Linked DNA regions of Mus musculus: region 2 is linked to region 1. A link is a contact called in public Hi-C data. All regions are on one chromosome and are shown on one strand. The core of a region is the stretch at or near the end of the contact, and the rest is flanking DNA. Distances in the headings are between cores, read along the strand shown. Region 1 has its middle 51 kb from the start of Gm32500. Region 2 overlaps Gria1 (glutamate receptor, ionotropic, AMPA1 (alpha 1)).

Region 1 (7,369 bases), core at 3,238-5,737:
AAGGTGCCCAGCAGGGCTCTCTGAGACCAGAGATTAGGCCAATCTCATTAGAAACCATCATTAACTACTCCTAAGAGGGCAGTGGGTCTCCTTAGAGTGATTTGCAGAAGGTGTTTAACTCTGATGGCTGCCAGCAAAGAGAAACATGACCATACAGGGAGCAGATAGTAGAAGTTTCAGGATCAGATTCTTTTAGAACAACAAGAGCTTGGGTTTATAGCCTAATGTGCTATTTTGATTTCTACTTCTTTCTATTCTCTGTCTGTCTGTCTCTCGGTCTGTCTCTCTGTCTCTGTCTCTCACTCTATCTCCCTCTGTGTCTGTCTCTCCCACTCACCCCCTTAGGTTTACTAGGAGCACTTCAAAGAGAATTATACTTCTATCTTCTGTAAGTTTCACCCCCCCCATCTTCTATGACTCATTTGAGCTTCTAAAATGAAGCAGTCTTAGCCCTCCCCAGACTGTAAACTCCCTCAGGGAGAGGGAGCTGTCTAATTCTTCACGGACTGCATAATATTTAAGATGACAGCCATTCACACTTCTCTAGACCGGGATTTCATTATCCACCCTCTACCTGCTTTAAACGATACAGCTCAAGCTCCTTCTATCTCTGTGAACATCTGGTTCAGCCTCCGTACTGATCTCCCTCATGTAGTCTCATCTCCGTCCCCTCATTGTGCCTGAATCCATCTTTTATCTGCTGCCACAGCAAGGAGACAACTTAACATGCTTACTCACTCACACAGTTTCTCATTAAAAATGCCCAGAAATTCTCCCTGGCTAGTGGTCTAGGCATAAACAAGCCCTATTCTTGACAACAAGCTACATGGTCCCCACCCTGTGTTTTCCACTCATTGCCCACTGTTCCTGCTCACTCAGTGATGATTCTGTTTGTTCTGCACCCCTCTCATCCTCACCCCCACACACGGACAGTTGTCCCCTTGACTCTCTAGTTCTGTTTGTGTTCTTCTGTTCCTCTACCTAGGGTCTTAATCTCTCTAGCTTCTTTCCTTTGATCTTTTCTTCATACCAAGGTAACACAACTACCCTGAGATTTATCCTGATACCTCAGTATCTTTTCTGCTCCACTCAGCTGTATCCAGCTCAACACTGGATGTGATCCAAGTCCTATGGGATTCAACACGTGGACATCCCTTAGACATGCTTCTCTCTGCTCTACTTTTATGACACAACAATATCAGCAGATCTACACAATGGGTCTTCAACCGGTCTCTTTACAAGCATCTTTTCTGATAAGTAGTGAGACCTTAATGGTGCCTTTTTCATGCTCCAAAATATTTCCTGTTAGTAAAGATGAAAATCAAACTTAATACAGAAGCTTTACCAAGCCCTGGAGCTTATCTTAAATCCAAGGTTAACTAAGGTCTCTGTGGTTTTGTTCCATGCTGTGTCTATTAGTTCCCAACCTGCTCTCAGTGATCAGATATGCTTCAGGAAAGGCCATCATGGAAATAGAGGTTTATGTCAGTTTGCAGTGAGTAAGGATTCAGTCAGGCATGAAGCTGGGGCATGGAGGCAGGATCTTGAGGCCCAGGGTATGGGTCAGGCAGAAGAGATGAGTACAGATTCTCACCGGGCTTCTCCTTTTCTCTCCTTATCCAGTCCAGACTCCAGCTCCTAGGATGGTACAACTCACATGTATACAGACTCAACACACTCAATGAACCCTATCTGGACACACCATCACAAGTACTTGTCCGTGGGTCAGGCTGTTTCTTCACACTCCACTCTGGTGTTCTTCTGCAATGTCCTCAAATAGGCCATGCTTTCTTATTTCTTAGCCCACCCCATGTTCTCTTTCTGGAATATTCTCAGCCTATCTACTCCATTAATCCGGATATAGCTTTAAAGTCATGATTCAAGCTTAAGTTCTCATAAACATCTCTTGATGTTCTAGAGAAGTGATTCACAAACTATATGTCATGACCCCTTTTGGGGGTCAAATGACCCTTTCACAGGATTGCCTAAACCATTGGAAAATACACACACTTACATTACAGTTCATAACTGTAGCAAAATTACAGTTATGAAATAACATCAAAAAGAATTTTATGGTTGGGGGGTCACCAAAACATGGGGAACTACATTAAAGGGCCGCGGCTTTAGGAAGGTTGAGAACCATTGCCTCAGAGACTCTACTGAACACTCTTATAGCAGTCTGTGCCTTTCAATAGTGAAAAGACATGAATTAATCCCTGTGTGGAAAGTAAAATGTTCACAAACCTTCCTGCATATAGAAATGAATTAGTAATGTTATTTTCTTTATATTTTTGCTTGACAAACTGCTACTCAGTTTCTTGGATATAGGTTAGAGCTCACTTAATTAAACTATAATTTCCTGTGCCCTGTGTTCTACATGGAGAGGAGGAGTGTGCTACAAAATTCATGCTTACTGACTGACATCTTTACATGGAGACTTGTCACAGCCTGTCATCCCTAACATCACACTCTTATTCCCAACTCTGTCTCATCTGTAAGAATGAAGTTCTAGCCAGATAGAAGGTACTGTGTTCTAAGTATATCTAGGGCTATAATGCAGAGCCAGAGTCCAACATCATCCAAACACTCAAGTGATAGAAGCAGAAGGATTGCTGTGAGTTTGAGTTTGGAGTTTGTGGCCACCCCAAGCTATAGTGTAAAATTATGTCTCTAAAACAAAAATAAATCAACAGCAACAAAGGGAAATAGGGACAGAATATCTGATGTGAAGAAATATCCATAAACATTCTACAGCAGGGTTTTCGTGTAACCTTGGTCTCCTGAATCAGAGCCTTGCATTCTCTGAGGACGGAATGAAGTCCAATGCTAGCCATGATATGTAAAGCATGCCAAGAGAATGTACCTAACCCTCTCCAAGAATTTATGAGCGGTTGTACATCTGTCCCCAGATGATGTGAGCTCAGAAGTTTATAGGGAATGGAATTTGTACAGAAGCGGAAACCAAATAAAGAAGAAATAAACAAATTACCCCACCCAGACCTGGGTTTGGTGACATTGGTGTGTCCTTAACACAGTTACCCTCAAAACCAAGATCCTCTAGGACTAATCAGCCACACAAGACCATGAAATTCCTCTTTAAATATAAGCTACTTAGAATGCAGAGTTCCTGTCATTTGTGATCAAAATAATCCTAAGAGGTGTATGATTTCCCAAAGCAGATGAAATTTAAGTAGATTTTAAAGACAGGTCTGTGGAAAGAGAAGCCAACTAGGCATGGAGAATAACCGATCCAACACATACTGGTTGGACCAGCATTGTTCATTTGTAGAGCTGCAGAGGGATGCTTGTTGTAGGCTGGTAAAGAGAAGACTGTTCAGCAGCATCAGCCTTCTGTTTTCTGAAAGCTAGTATCCCATATTCATGTCTGCTGACTTCACTATGACCACTTCACTGGAGCAAGAGTTAAAGTATGCCCCAGTGAATTGATGGAAAAGGAACAAAGCAAACAGGAAATGCTTTCACAGACAAATGAAAAATTCTGAGAGTAGCAAAGAAACAAAGCCAAACCTGCTGACTCCCCACACTGCATTAAAAGAACGGAGGGACGAGACTGATGTTAAAGGCTGTCCACTGGCTGACTCACTAATATTAGTGTCGTAAAACACGCACATTAAAAGTCTTCTGTGGGCAGATAAAATTTCATGAGTCATTCAGTGTTTACTCTGTGAGGGGTAATGAATCCAGCATCGAGTATGATAATCTTGATGTCAGCTCCCTCATGTGGCCAGGGGTCCTGGCAAGATGCTGAGGCTTCACGGGGCCAACACACTTCATGGGTGTCATAGCTAGAGATAGTTCACCTCATTTCTCTGATGCTGTTCCTCCTTCTACAATACTACCACTTCTACTCTGTATTCATCCTCATCATACCAGCCTTCAGGTCCTCTAAGGAATGCCACTTTCTCTGTAAAGCCTTCCCTTTCTCCCCAAGAAAGTCAAGTCTTGCTAGAGATTCACCTAGAAGATTACAGCCCCATTCTTTGAATAAACCTATTTGCAGTTCTTCTATTAGTGGAATGATAGATTGGCATATAGTGATCTTCTCCTTGGATCTTAAGCTCTGCAAAGGTAGAAACTGATCTCACCTGCTTGCTCCTTTATGTAACTCTCTCATGCATGCTGTCAGAACAGCGGAGCTCAAACAGGCCCTGGGTGTTCTCTAACTCAACCAGTTAAGCTAGATTAACTCCCTTGCAAACTGCCTGTCTGTAACTCTCTGTCTCTTTTCTAATCCATCTCTTCATCTTGTTATTTTTTTCCCCTAGCATTGGAAAATTACTGGCAATGTGAACATAATTGTGGAGAAATAGAAAGAATGACGCTTCTTCTCTGAAAGGGACAGAGATGATGGATTTACGAAAGATAAGCAAGCAAAATAATTTCAAAGGATGATTCATGCTGTGCAGAAAACTAGGTTATTGGGCTGGACACATGGAAGTAATGTTTCATCAGCTTAAAGTGGTTACCATGCAAACACAAGAACCTGATTTCGGTATCCAGAGTACACACGAATAAGCCTGGTGAGGTACAGGCTTGGAATCCCTGTGCTGGGTAGCTGGGGAGGGGTAGGAATCCCCAGGGGTCTCCCACCAGAGAGCCTAGTATTGTGCTATTTCTGTAAAAGTGAAAGCTTGTGTCTCAAAAACAAGGTGAAGCATTTCAAAGCCTCCTGTTCTCTGCACATTGACCAGTTGTAGGTTTCTGTTTACTTCCATCTATTTCAACAAGAAGCTCCTCTGAAAGGGTTGAGTTATGTACTAATGTATAATACAGTGATAAGTTACTAGGAGTAATTTTAATCTTTTGTCCATTTAGCAGAATGTTTTCTCCTAGATCCCATGACTTACCTAATAGTAGGTTTTGGACTTGCTGACAATGTCATGGCTGGGTTTTATCTCATGGAACAGTCCTTAAATTAAATCAGAGAGTGTTTTGGGGTTTTTTTGTATTTTTTTTACCCCTGTACCATTTAAACTTTTATTGCATCATGCCAGGCAAATTGTTATTGCCACTAGCAGTGTTCATAGTTAGGTGAGATGAAAGTTTATTTTTCTTCTTCAGTAGTGGGCACAACATTCTAAAACCATGAACACTGGCCAGCAGGGTTGACTCTTCCAGTTGACTGCTATCTAGAGTTCTCCATATCATAGAAGTCATGTATGTGGTGTCTTCAGCAATAGCATCTTGCCCACAATTTCTGGAGTTAATTGAGAGCATTGGCAATAGTCTGTACTGTTTAGAGGATCTATGGGACCCCACTGACCAACAATTCAAAAGGATGTAGCCCTTTCCTGTACTAGTGATTTTATTGATAGAATACGGTGTCTATTTGGAGTATTGTCACTCCATTTTAGAGTAATTCCATTTAAACTCTTCTTATCCATGTGGATGTGAATATTTTAGAAAGCTTCTACAGTTGTGGGTTTCAATATGGTCTTTTCCAAGTGCCTTTGTTACATATATGCAAAGCATCTAGCTCTGTCCTATGCATGTTCTCTGATTGGCAGTTCAGACTCTATGAGCCCCTATGGGCTCAGATTAGTTAATTCTGTAGGTTTTCTTGTAGTGTCCTTGGTAGGTTTTTCTAGCTCTTCTTAATGTTTGGCTGTTGGTCTCTGCAACAGTTTCCATCACTGCTTTGCCTAGCCTCAGTAGAAAAAGATGTGCCTAGTCTTATTGCAACTTGATATGCCAAGGTTGGTCTATATCCATGGAAGCCCCACTCCCTTTTTTGAGGAGGAGAAGAGGAGTGGGTGAAGTCAAGACAAGGGGAGAGGGAGGGACTGGGAGGAGGAGGGAGGGGAAGCTGTGATTGGGATGCAAAATAAATAAGAAACTTAATAAAAAAAATCAGGAAAAAGGTGCCTCTGTTATTTATTCCTCACCATTTTCCATCTTTACATTCCCTCCCATCCTTCACCACCTTTAATCTTAACTATTCCCTTCTTCCCTCTCTTCCTTTACAACACTCTACATCCCCTTCCTATATCCCCTTCCTAGCAGATATCTCCCTCTCCCATAGCATGGTGCATTTTAGATAGAATATCTTTATTTTTTTCTTTGACAAATGTATACTTGTTTACACGTGTCTTAATTCTCCCCCTTCTCCCTTTTTCCCTAGCATCCCCAACACATTCTGTGCCCCTTTCATGCACCCACCCTTTTCATTTATAATCTACATGGTCCAGTTGGCACTAAATCTCTGGTGTGTTAACTGATGTTGTTGGCATGATCTTCTATAGAAGGTAACCACAAATTCAGTGAGTTTAGGACTGCAATAGCCACACCATGACAGAAGACAGCATGACACAGCACTCCTTTCTGTTCCATGACCCTTACTTTGTTCCCTCCCCACTTCCATGTTGTTCCCTGAGCTTTAAGGAAAGACCAATAAAGACAACTCATTTAGTGTTGATCTGCCAACAGTCACTATGCTCAGGACTTTGACCAGTTATGACTCTTTTCACTAACTGCTGACCACTGCAGAGGGAAGATTCCTTAACTACAGTTAAAAGCAGAAATAACATACGGGTATATCACAATTATATAGAAGACAGCTTGTAACATGTCTATTTAGTAAGAAGACTACAATAGTAGCTTCATGGCTAGGGTACAGTCAATTTTGCATTGAATTATGTTTTTAAGTAGTTAAATTATATCTTTTTTGTCCTTTCATTGTCTTTTGTCTTTTTTCCTCCTTGTTTCTTTATCCCACTATTTCCTTCTCTTTCTTTTTTTTCCTGTCTCTTCTCTCTGTCTTTCTTTGTCTTTACAAGCCTAATTATTCCATCATCCTTTGCTAAGATGTTTCTGATTTCTACCAGATTGTTTTGCAGTGTTCCCAGACTTTTTATTTTTATTTTTTTGCATTTTTCTGTGTTCTTTATTCCCCTATTTGTCTGTAAGTCTACACCTTCCTGGACTCTATACAGTCTTGATTACCAAGGCTAAATATTTAGCCTTTAAATCCAAACAAACAGACTTTTGTCCCATATTTATTTTCAAGTATGTTACTTCTACATCCTTTGCATTTCCGTTTACAGTATATATTAAAAATGCCTATTCTATAGAGAACCTTGCTGGAATTCTGACAGTAATTATATCCAACCCACACAATAATTGAGAGGAAAATGTGGTTTGTTACTATATCAGGTCCTCTAATGCATGAGCAATTTATGCTTTAATTTCGTTCAATGACAGTCTGGATTTCAGCATCCAAGTCATGTATGTTTCATCAGATGCATATGTATCTCATTGGTAATGACTTACTCTAAATTGTTATGTTTTTGATTTTGTGTCCACTTTCTCATTCCTTATATATAGGCAATGAATCGGCTTTTCTGTATAT
Region 2 (6,829 bases), core at 2,559-5,058, 720 kb before region 1:
TCACAGACTCAATTCCTGTTGCCTCTTATCCTTCACCTCTCTTCAAAAAAGGAATAAAAAGCTTTGCATGATAAAAGAAAAAACATTAAAAGAAGAAGAAAAGGCAAAACAACAGCTGCCTTGGAATGCTTGCAGAACCAAACAGGCAGCACTTTTCATATTTCTGAAGGCCCAGCTCCATGAGCCCTGTGCCAATCAGAGTGTGAGGCAGTGGGCCTGGGATTCAGCTCCAAGCTGTCTCCATGGTGGCTCACTCGGAAGGGAAGACTTCACTTCCAGGAAGCTGAGAAAGGGAGGGGAAAGAAACCAGTTGGGATGCTGAATCAATCACTTGTACATTCTCTGGAAAGCCCTGCTTTACAGAGGTGCATGGAAGTAGCCAGGCTAGAGGGACACAAAACCCCACGTTCAGATCCCAGCCATGAGAACCTGGGTTATCGTCATCATGACTTCTCACTTCAAGTGCCTCAAGAGTGGAATGGAGGTTCAGCTACTGATGGGTTTACCAGCTTCTTCCTCGCTCCCTCCTTCTCCCTTTGTCCTCACTAGTTGGGTATACAGAAATTCAGCTCCTGAGTATCCAAAAATCTTTGCTGTCAGTCAGTCAGCTAACAGGCCAATCTTCTCCTCTCACCAGCTCATAAGCTCTTCAAACACACTTGAAGAGTTCCTATTATCTGAGGCTAGTAAATACCACCACTTAAATGTATGATTTGCATGCTATTAAATCAAGATCTGGGCATTGCATCAAGCTGACTCTGAGGTCAAAGATTCTTCTTCCTTATTCATCACCAAAATAGGTACTGTTAACCGGTTTCAACACTGCAATGTCTCAGGCTTGCTCCCTCTCAAGTATCATGGAATGTAGCTTGTGCACACATACTCTAGCCCTCAGAGGAATGAATGGTTTGTCAAATCCTACAGATACATGGCTTCATTCATGTCACTAAGCCTGTTCAAAGAATGACCAGTGTTTTCTGTCTTGAATTAGGTCTATAGTCAATTTGGTTCTCCATATCTACACTGGTACCTTCATTTCAATTGACCAAGATGGTCAGTCCTGTTTAGTAATTATTGATGTACACCTGCCTGTGTCTTTGCTTGACTGTTTCCAATGGTAAAATAGTCCTTTGATTCAAAAGCCCTACGTATACACATTCCTTTTGAAGTAAAAAGTCAAATGTGAAGGCTTCATTTCATCCTCCTACTTCTTGGATCTGGAGTTCCAGACATTTGTGACATGGGTTCTGGGAATCAAACTTGGGTCCTCTGCAAGAGCATACAAGCTATTAATCACTATGCCATCCCTTTAGCCCTCTTGACTGCATCTCTTTTGAACCACTGTGCAAACACCTCTCTATTGACCTTAACAATGGTGGGTGTATGGATAACAAGGGTAACAGCAGTTGCTCAGACACAATGGCTGGCACAAGCTGGTAAGATCCAGCACTCATGGGCTGAGTGAGGCAAGAGGATCACTAGTTAGTTGCCAGACCAACATACATACAAAGATTTTTATCTCCCAAAGCAAACCAAAATAAAAGCCTAACAACAGCTGCCTATACCAAGATTTAGAGCATGTGAGGCATCAAGACAAACGCTTTAATTCACTTTTCAATTTTTGAAATTGCTTTAAGCCAAGGTAATAGTTTTTATCCCATTTCACAGAGGAAACGAGAACTTAATAAGGTTAAGTAATGAACTTGAGTTCCCAAGCAGTGGCTGGCAATTACATGGATGGTCTAGACTGCCAGGAAAGCACCTGCAAGCAAATGCTCCTGGGCTTTAGAGGCACAGACGTTAGATGATATAATCCAGACTGTATTACTGCCAGCCTCACCATCCAGGTCAAGCCGTTGATTCGGTGCTCTATGGATGAGACTATGTTTGCGGTGATTGTGTGAGACGACAGACATAAAGCTTTGAGCCAAGCCAGGTGGCATGTACAGAGATGTCACAGAGATGGTAGTCTCATGACCCACAAGCAGATGAGCTGCTCCGGGACCATGACCTGACATCTCAGAATATTGGTTCCTTCTTCCCATGGTTGGCAAATCCAGGTGGGTATCTCCAAAAGACTTTCGCATCTCTAGGAATGTCCTATGTGTCATGGAGAAATCTGTGAGAGCAAGGATAGTGGTTTGAATGAGAACTTTCTCTCATCAGCGCAGGCCATTTTATGGTTCCTGGCCAGTGGCAGTGTTGGGGGAATGTTTGGGGGGAAGGTTGGGCTTGCTAGAGGAAGTACATCACTCTGAGAGTTCATACTTCCAGTCTGCTCTCTATGCTTTGTGTTGAGGATGTGCGTCCGCAGTTTTCTGCTCCTGCCCCCATGCCTGCCACTTGCTGCCAAGCCTTTTCCACCATGATGGACTCTTACTCTTTGGAACCATAAGCCCAAATAAACCTTTCTTCCATATGGTGCTTTGGTCATGATGTTTTATCACAGCAACAGAAAAGTAGCTAATAAAAAGATAAATATGTCACTTGAAGGTTGGAATTGACAGCATAATGTACCTTTTCCACTCTGCTGGGGAAGGCCTGAGGCAGCACAGAAAGGCTGGGCAATTAGGCAGGCATGGGAAAGGGAAAGGAGTCTGAAGCCTATCACCTGCCGAGAATCAAGAATCTCCACACAATAACTTAAGAGGCAATATTCACTTCATAAGGAGTTTCCAAGCAGGGCCGTTAAAATAGCATGGACCATACTTAGGCTCAAGCACATACAACCTGGGCTTCCTCCTAGTCCTGGTGCTTGTTTGGGAATCTAACAAACAAGAGTAAAGTTTCATTTACTGTAAAATCATCTTCCCGTCCTCTACAACTGAAATGGCCAAGGCTTTAGCCTACCCTCCCAGGAACCACCCAATGGTCTCATTTGCTGAACAAGCAAAGACGAGGACTCTTTGAGATGGAACCCAGAAATCACTAAAAACTACACATCGTGACTCTCCCTTGAGAAGACTATGTCCACATTTGGGTGTGTGCTCTTATTTCCCATGTTTCTATTTCTATGCACCCCCTCCCATCCTTAAATCTATGCAAAGCTTTTTATGTTATGAAACTTCCACTCCCTATACATGTGTAGCAGATGTGCAGCTCTGACTTCGTGTGGTTCCCTCAACAACTGAGCAGGGGGGTGTTCCTGAATCTGTTTCTTGCCTCTGGATCCAATGAGTCCATATTGGATATAATCCCTCTTACAATGTTGGAGAATCTCATAACCAAAGGTGGAGAAGCTCTATGGAACCTTCTAGAAACATTGCATTTTCTTGAGGGCAGGTCATTGGAAACCCCTGCTGTGTGGAATAGAGGACCCGCATCCAACCAGCTCCCCTAGCTACCTTGCACTTAGTCTTGGGTGTGTACTGATGACTGCCTGCGGAATGATCTAGAAGGAAAGCACAATTTAGAAATCAAAGTCCATTGCACAGGACAAAGAACTCTATCAACAGTGAAAGCCACTGTGAGGTTTCAACTGAAACCACCCAGCAGGGCTCTTGTGACACGGAGGACTGGCAGGCAGGAGGGCAGGAAGTGGTCAGTAGCACAGACTCCAGAGTCAAACTGCCTTGGAATTTCTCCAGCTTTGACCATTGCACACAATGCAAACTTGAGCACTTAACTCTCTGTGCCTGGGTTTCCTCTGTAAATGGCATTCTTGGTAATCTCTCTTGCATGAAGGTTTTGGGGGAATGAGCTGCATGATACACACAGCAATGTGGTTCCCCAGTGTTGGGTAAAGCTCACTGATTGTTAGGACCCTATTGTGTGGACTGAACCCACATCCATCCATAGGGCTGGTCTGGCAAGGAGGAGACATAGCAAGAGAATGAGCATATGCCCTCATGCCCTCCTGCTCACTGCTTTGTGAGTCAGTCATGACTCAAGAGCTCATGCGATCCAAAACAAATGCTCTTCCATTATATCACCTAAGGGGGAGGATGGGTTATGCATTGTCTACGGGGCCAGAGCTGCCTTGAGAGCCTGGAGGACACTGACCCAGAACAATTAATTCAAGTCCTCTGGGGACAGCCCTGCTTGGGAGTTGCAGTATTTTGCACAAAGTTAAGGCCTGCAGAATATAACTCAGGGGAGAGAGACAACAGGGAGAGAAGATTAAGAGGAAGAATTAAAAAGAGAGATGAGTGGTAGCCTGATATGGTGGTGGGTACCTGGAATTCCAGCACTGGGGGGTGGTAGCAAGATCATCAGCTCAAGGTCATAGTCAGAGATATTGAGGCCAGCCTGTGTTATAAAGGACTATGTTTTAAAAACAGTTTTTAAAAAAGAGAAAAGAAAACCAATCTAAGAAACAAGAGGTGGGTAGGTTGGAGTGCTAGGCAGGGCTAGGAGGAAGCAGAGTAGTGAGCCCTGACTAAGCAAAGCCTCATAGCTCTTGCCAAGCTTTGGGTTCTCTAGCTCCTAAATATTAACAAGCCATTGGTTCTTTTAAAGTAGGAAGGTAGAAGTGACCTTTCACCTTCAATTTGGGGAGCTGCTGATAACAAAACCAGGTTGGGGCCAGTGTGTAGTTGCCACATTTTCATAAACAGCCTCCCAGGCACACCTATTGAACAGGTTACCAAGAAACCACACGAGCAGCCAGCCCTAAGAGTGAGTAGGACCAAGAAGCCAACTTTATCTAAAAAGAATGCTGATTAAGGAATGACATTGGCAGCTGCCCCCTGACCCGGACAGGCACACACACACACACACACACACACACACACACACACACACACACACACACACAAGATACACACAAGATCAAGGACATAAATTTTGTCCCACTATTTGATGATGGCAATTCTAGTCACACATGGTAGCTGCCCACGCCTCCTGCCTCCTAGATACTGGCCTAGGAGCTGAGGATGTCCATGCTGCTAAGAAGAAAACTAGAGTCTCAGCAACTTCGGAGTGCTGGGAGGTCAACTCAAGCCTTTGGCCCTATAGTATATTCCCCAAAGACCACATAGATATCAGAGGATGCTGAGTTTTTGCTCTTACTGGAGTACTGGCCTAAAAGCTGAGAGCCACATGTGTGGATTTACCATACTGTAACCAAGAAGGGTCTTTCAAGGAACCATGTGTGTCACACTCAGTACATCCTCTCTTGAGTTGTGCCATTGGTGGCCCAGACGGTAAATAGCTGAAATTCTAGAAGTTGGTTCCCACACCATACAGTAAACAAGGCCAGCTCAGTCTGGGGGTCATATATGAATCATGTCACCATGTTTAATCATAGAGAATTTTAAGCCTTGTGGTATATCCGTCTGAAATTCTGGGCCACCAACAGCACAACAGTCTTTTGGTTGATGTGAGAGTTAGACAGAATAACGTGTGTCCTCACTCTGGAGTCTGTAAGTTAATGGCTATGCCTGCTGCTTTAAATGGCAACATTTAAACGTCAACATCATGGTGCCCATTTTAACATTCAGTTTGTGCCTTGCTTGAAAGATTTGTACACCCAAGTTTCCTTTAGCAGTCCACCAGGCTGGCTGACATTCTAGCCTGCCAGTTTCTAAGCTTACCTCCATACTGAGACCAATCAACTGCATTCTGCCCTGAGCTTCCCATGGCAACAGGCTCGTGTCCAGCAGTGCCTGCCTGGCCCTGGCATTGTGATAGCCTGTGTCCAGAGAAAAGAACTATGATATGGGGTGATTCCTGCGGGCTCTAGGGAAGGGCAGGAGAACAATAAAGCACAATAATTTCCAGAGAGCAACAGCACCGACCTCGTCAAAATGTAAACATTAAAAAATGATGAGACATAGTGTGGGGTTTATACAGAAGTGTGTAATTATCACATTAATAGTACAAATTTTCAAAACTAATTAGTCTCAGATTTCTCTTCAGCACAGGCCATAGAATTTTCCATTGGGGCACATGGCAGGGCTAAGCGGCACAGGTGGCATGGGAACAAGCAAACAAGAGGTCATCCTTGGGAGCAGTTACTCGGGCACCGCCTACATTTTCATTTATTTATTTATTTATTTATTTTTCTATTTATTTATTTATTTATTATTGAGCTATTGTCTCTCACTATTCTGGAACTCACTGATTTGGTCAGGTTTTCTGGCAAATGAAGCCCAGGGACCGCCCTCGTCTTTGCCTACCCAGAGCAAGGACCATCCACATTCTCAATCTCATATGGCTTTTGTCTGGGTGCTGGGAACTGGACTCAGGTGCTCATTCGTAGGTGACAGGTCTTTCTTGCCTGGCAGGCTCTTTCCTGAATGCATGCTATCTCCTCAGCCCCACAGACAGTGAGTTTGCTGTGTGTGTTTAATGGCACTCATCAGGGATATCCCTTGGTTTTTTCGAACCCAGGTCGCAGCAGCAGAATGGGATTTTGTGATAATCCAAGCGTTTATTCAATGTTTCCTTATTTTGTAATTGCTCTTTTTGTTTCTTTATTCCTGAGGCAGAACATCACCGTGTAACCCAGGCTGGCCTAGAATGGGTGATCTTCCTGCCCCATCCTCCTGAAAGGAAGTTCTGAGATCCATGTCCGCCCAACATTGCTTCAGTTTTTCAAGTCACTCATCACAGTTGCAGTGAGATTCCCTCAATGGTTAAAAACAGCAAAGTGTTGCCCCCATTCTACCCCTTTCCACGTTATCCACAGCAACCCATAGTGGTGGTGAGATGGCTCTGGAGTCAAGAACACATAGTGCTCTTGCAGAGGACCCAAGTTCAATTTCTAACACCTATGTCAAAGTGGCTCCTCATGCTGCCACCTGTAATTCCAGTTCCAGGGAATCTGATGCCTCTGCCATCTTGGAGCACCTGCACTCATGTGCGCATTACTGTATATATGCTCTCT

Evidence for each region. Hi-C and Micro-C count contacts between places; a contact is called where the count stands out from the background.
Region 2: a contact with region 1 is called in a Hi-C map of embryonic fibroblasts, with 1.9 times the contacts expected there. The contact joins two enhancer-like sites.

Annotation. Positions count from the first base shown.
Region 1 is chr11:56,370,864-56,378,232 of GRCm38.p6, reverse strand. No RefSeq gene overlaps it. Among named protein-coding and RNA genes, the nearest start is that of Gm32500, 51 kb to the left of the region's middle. Within about 2 kb of position 4,487, at least 28 of the 459 cell types and tissues checked have an H3K27ac peak or open chromatin away from gene starts, as enhancers often do. A contact at or near this core is called in embryonic fibroblasts, where this site is marked.
Region 2 is chr11:57,088,475-57,095,303 of GRCm38.p6, reverse strand. The region is part of intron 2 of Gria1 (glutamate receptor, ionotropic, AMPA1 (alpha 1)); the gene reads right to left. Among named protein-coding and RNA genes, the nearest start is that of Gria1, 80 kb to the right of the region's middle. Within about 2 kb of position 3,808, at least 43 of the 459 cell types and tissues checked have an H3K27ac peak or open chromatin away from gene starts, as enhancers often do. A contact at or near this core is called in embryonic fibroblasts, where this site is marked.